Regions from separate parts of the Triticum aestivum genome. Here region 1 is linked to region 2. Evidence: chromatin contacts called from public Hi-C data. All regions are on one chromosome and are shown on one strand. Each heading gives the region's core, a stretch centred on a gene start, on an enhancer-like site or on the middle of the called end of the contact. The rest is flanking DNA. Distances are from core to core; before and after follow the strand shown. Region 1 has its middle 39 kb from the start of LOC123134779. Region 2 has its middle 91 kb from the start of LOC123138946.

Region 1 (2,700 bases), core at 175-2,674, 250 kb after region 2:
TCCAATCTGCCCTAGCCTAGCTAGTGTAAGTGGCCTAACGAAGGCGGCGGCACAACTATGTAGGCCGGAGTTTATGAAGAAACAAACTAGTTATTAGCTACTCTCTTCATTTCACCATGTGGTGTGTCTGTGTTTTTCGAGATCTAAATTTGATCACACATTAAATTTTGGGAAGCGCGGACGTACTACGTTATGGAATGAAGGGAGTAGATGAGTAGTAGTTACTGGTACAAATGGACACCTATCTTGTCATATCTTGTTTTTGTCTCTGCGTGCGTTCGTAGCAGCAAAACGATGGAGAAATAGCTACTTTTTTTTAGGGAAAAGAGTTGAATCTTGATGAGATCAATCATACTGACGGACAAGTAGTGCAGTTAGATCAATCTTACAACTGTGTTTCTTGTAAGAAAAGCGTTAATGATGTCAGGCACGCAGGATAAACAAATGTGAAAACGGCCCTTTTCAAGACGAGAGCAAGAAAAATGACTTTTGGGTGGAAAGCAACGTGGCAGAGGCGCAGAGCCTTCGTTAGGCCACTTACACTAGCTAGGCTAGGGCAGATTGGATATGATCCATTAGCCATCCATTTTTCCACACCTATTCCTCCACAAGATCCAACCTAAGCGTGCCGTGCCGACTGCCGGCTAGCTCACATGACACAAACCAAACTTTGGAACTTCCAGATAGAAGCTAGGGCGCATCGACCGGCGAGGCAAGAATCTGGACAACGTATTAGATAAGGCAGGCTAGCTTGCTTTGTGCGAATGATTGGCCAGCCAAGGAAAGAATATCCTCCCACTCCATTCCATGATATGCATGCCGTCATTAACAACACATGCATGCATGCGCTTGGACAAATTAGTGGTTAGGACATGCAAGGCTCTTGTTAACATGACATTGGCCAAGAAACCCTTAGGGCCTGTTTGGTTTGTGACTAACTTTATCAAAGGTGGCCACATCTAAAGTTAGACATGTTTGACTAACTTAGGCGAGTGTTTGGTTCAAGCCATACCTTAGGCAAGCCACACTAGGGTCCCACATGGCAATACACATAAAAAGTATGGCAAGATTTTCTTAGGCTTGCCAACTTGTGGCTCTCATTCTGATGAACTAACCTTAGACAAATTTGATAAAAATATGTGGCAAAATATGACAATGCAAGGCCTAGGACCAAACAGCCCCTTAGTATTTCAGACGACCACGGCAATATGGGTGGTCCATCCCGAGAACACGACAGCTGATCAGAGTAGATGCTTCTGGTAAGAAGATGGCATATATAATTGACGATCGGCCAGCGTTGTCCAGAGCAAGCAACAAGGTACGTAGTAATCCGTTGAGCATGTGCGTGTGTGAGTGTGAACTAGGCGAGAGTTTGTGTTGTGCAAGCATGTGCTAAGCATATTACGCCTGCATGCTACGCGTCTCGCGGCCGGCGTCCTGTCCACGTACGTCCGTCCGCCCGGAGATGGACCGGCCAATCGGACGAGGAGATGGCATATGCTCCGCGATAACGCCACCGTATTCGGTCAACCTAAAATGCTTGAAGTGTGGTGCTTGTTGTATATGTATATATACTTGGCATTGGCGATAGGTTTGGTGTGGGTACATTAGTTTTTGGAGTGAATATGCTTCCATGGTGCTTGCCCGCGCTTTATCGCGAGAGGGACTTTCTCCGAGTGGTCGGTGCCACTAAAAACCGATAAAATATCCTCCGTTGACATACGCTAAGGTCTTGTTCGGCACTGGTTCTTGGAAAATGAAGTTTTGTACTTCCACTTGATTTGACATTCTTTTTTCCTTTGTACCTCCCACTTGATTGGCACTATCCAGTGGCGCATCTCCGAATCTAAAATCACAAGCAACTTCTGAATGTGAAAATATCTACTCCTTATTATAATATAAGAACGTCGTTGACACTAGTTGTGGTTTGTATTGAAATATCTAAAGATACTTATATTTAGAAATGGAGGGAGTATTTATGGTTTTCTTGGCTGTAATTTGGATACTCCTGTAAGATCTAAAATCTCAAACTTTGACATATACTCTCTTGGTCCCTATATATAAATCTATTTAAAGATTCCAATAAGACACTACATACGAAGCAAAATGAGTGAATCTACACTCCAAAATATGTCTATATACATCTATATGTAGTTTGTATTGAAATATCTAAAAATATTTATATTTAGAAACGGAGTGAGTATTTGTTAAATTGTCGACCAGTTTTGGCTCGGGCACTCCATTAAGAAAATATTTGACTATTTTTTAATACTCTTCAGTGGAAACAACGCTTTTCTAGAGAGTTTGCACTAAAATTTCATTTTGCTTGACTTTGTTAGTTGGGCTGAAATGTTGGCTTAATCAGGTTGTGGCCCGGTGTAAACTAGACCAAACTTCGGAAGTTAAATAAGAGACCTCACTAGATTTCTTGAACTCGTTTGCTATCTGCAGGAACAGAAAGCTGCTCATGGCTTGGCAGATTTTGTATCTGCTTTGTGCGAAGGGAAGGTGGTTTCACCGGATTCCTATCCGTGCGGTATTTTGGACCATATTTTTCTATGTACGCATGGTATGAGGGGTGACAACTTTGTCAGGTGGTCTACCCCAGGTTTCCTTAGGGGAAAAAGGACGAAGGATTTCATGGCGTGCAAGGCAAGAAGATCAAGATGTAGGATGAGCGCCAAATACCAAGACCTATGT
Region 2 (2,704 bases), core at 111-2,610:
TCTGGTTCGGACACTCCAGTAACATCCAAACCGTCAAACCTCGGCATATATTTGATAAATTCGTTTTGGCTCAGGCACTTCATTGAGAATATATGGTAAATTTTCCCTCAAATTTAGGGGAAGGAGAGCGTGCTGGGCTACGGGGTAGGGTTAGGTCTTCTCTCCTTTTTTGGTGTTTTGTTTGAACACTAGTTGACTTTTCGGCCTTGGATGAAAATTTTGGCGGGAGCAAAAGAAATTTAGGAGGCATTGGTGGGAGCGCGAAATATTCCCGTGGGATAGCATTGTTTCGCCTATTGTGCTTTTGGGTCCGAGCAGGAGAGAATATTTTTGGCGGGAAGATTATGGCAGGAATTTCAGGCCTTGGCGGGAGGGGAATATTTCTAGGGAGGCATGGCGAGAATACAATGGAATATTCCGGTGGAATGGAATTTTCCACCTATTGTGCTTTTGGGCCTGAGTGGGGCCAAATATTTCGGCGGGAAGTTCCGACGAGATGGGTAATATTTGGGGCTTGAGCTCCAAGACGAATCTCTCATAACACTACAATATACGTTCTCAGTTAAAAAAATCTAATATGCATGTTTAACCAAGTTTGTAGAAGAAATTATCGACATCTACAATTAATACCAAATAAATAAAATACAGAATATATTATGGATCTAATGGTACTAATTTCTATCGTAAATGTTCGTTTTTGTTTTTCTATAAACTTGACCGAATGTAAACATGTTTAACTTGCAAAAAAACACACGCTACATTTTGAAGCGGAGAGAGTACCCATCAGTACTACGGCTCAATGTATTTGCATCTCAACTTGGCAGTTTGGCGGGATGAAAAAGAAACACAACAGAGGTCGACGTTCAGAGCCTTACCATAACAGTGATCGATCGCAGCGAGAAAATTTAATCTCGTTGTAGCTCAGCAGTAATATCAGAGCGGGCCTTGCTCAGCGCGTGAAGGGAGCATTTGGCATATTTAAACCGAGCAAATCTCGACATAGATCCAGTATTCAGATGGTCTTACACGCCGCTGATTAACAATTAGCGACTCGTAAACGCGGGGATTACCCTTAGTTGCTAAGCTGGGAGTAGTGCCAGGATAAGGATACCACCACCCACGTTAGTGTGCACTATCTTCTTGAGAATAGTAGTACTAGTTCGATCAATCACTTCTTCATTACTTGTTTTGCACGGCTACTGAGGCATTCATCAGAAGAAAAATGCGGTAATTAACAGTTGTCATGTGGTCATCCTGGCGATGTGACACACGTTTGGTCTTCGAAGCTACTGGCTGTATATTTGGTTTCTGCCTTGCTCGGTACTGTCTACGGCGTCAACGGTGACGCTCGTTGTCAGGGCGGGAGAGTACCGTTCCACCACGGCTCCGGCCGTCGTCCTCGCCGGAGACGGCCGTCCCCATCAGCAACGTGCCCGCAACATTTTGTGGCTTCTGTTTCTGATCGACACGTACATGCGTTGAGCCTCACTACGCATTCCGACGTGTTTGGGTCGCCTGTTTAATTCTACTCCGCCGCCGCTCCCGTTTGACTCTGTGCGCGAAGTAATTCCGACGTCTTTGACGTTGCGCGCTTGTGCTCATGCCGGGAAAGATCCCACCGGGGCGTCATTCCGCCCGCTGGCCGCGCGAAGCCGGCGTCGGGGTCGCGCACGGCCAGCGGATAGTCGGCACGGTGCGCACGATCCACGTACTCCCTCCGTTCCAAAATTCTTTTTTTAGATTTGTCTAAATACGGATGTATCAAATTATATTTTAGTATTAGATACATCCGTATCTATACTAATCTGAGACAAGAATCTTGAAACGGAGGGAGTACTTTTCTTGTCAGATTTCGCCCGTTTTCGTCGCACGAGCGAGCAACCGCATTGGAGTGCATGCTGCGGTGTTGCGCGACCCGTGGTTACTTCGGATAAAGATCGCGCCGCGGGGAGCCGTTCTTCTACGGAACCGTGGCGAACCACGTACTACCTCCGTCTCGGTGAATAAGTCATTCGCGTAGTTCTAAGTTGACGATTCAACTATCTAAATATGTATTATATGTGATAAAAAATATATATGTAGAAACTACATCCTTATATAAATCTAGTGATATACTTTTCATAACATACAACACATATTTAATTGCTTAAATCGATGACCTAAAACTACGCAAATGACTTATTCACCTAGACGGAGGTAGTACTACAAAGCAGCGCGTGTAAAGCTTTACACCGAGCAATCCAACACTCCCAAACACCTGACCAACTAACCACAAATGAGTGCTCCTGGTGTCCCATCATTGCTTCGTTTTTTGGGTGCAGATGACGTGATGTCGACTAACAACAACCCCGGCAAAAACGTCCATTCTCTTTCATCCCCTCCAAGAAGCTAGGGTATGAGCTAGAGATTGAGTTGGTGCGTCGGTTAGATAGATCTTTGTGTGGTGTGGACCCTGGAGCACCTTTGCTGCAAAGGGATGCATGAAATTAACCTGAGCCAGCCGACCGTTCGCCGGACAGATCGATGGAGCACCGCACCGAGAGCGCGATCGGGTCACCCGAGAAAGCTTGGACGCGCCAGCAGCACCTCCGCCTACCTGATGCATGCATGCATGCAGCACCTCCGCTCCGCCATGTGTGCGCTGCTAGCTGCAGCGCGGCGACAGAGGGAGCATGCATTTATTTATTTTTTGCCTTGGACTCCA

Evidence for each region. Hi-C and Micro-C count contacts between places; a contact is called where the count stands out from the background.
Region 1: a contact with region 2 is called in a Hi-C map of leaf, with 2.4 times the contacts expected there. The contact joins two enhancer-like sites. A contact is called at or near these places in 2 of 5 Hi-C or Micro-C datasets (both in leaf).

Annotation. Positions count from the first base shown.
Region 1 is chr6B:667,852,792-667,855,491 of IWGSC CS RefSeq v2.1, forward strand. No RefSeq gene overlaps it. Among protein-coding and RNA genes, the nearest start is that of LOC123134779, 39 kb to the right of the region's middle. Within about 2 kb of position 1,425, at least 2 of the 8 cell types and tissues checked have an H3K27ac peak or open chromatin away from gene starts, as enhancers often do. A contact at or near this core is called in leaf, where this site is marked.
Region 2 is chr6B:667,607,366-667,610,069 of IWGSC CS RefSeq v2.1, forward strand. No RefSeq gene overlaps it. Among protein-coding and RNA genes, the nearest start is that of LOC123138946, 91 kb to the left of the region's middle. Within about 2 kb of position 1,361, at least 1 of the 8 cell types and tissues checked has an H3K27ac peak or open chromatin away from gene starts, as enhancers often do. A contact at or near this core is called in leaf, where this site is marked.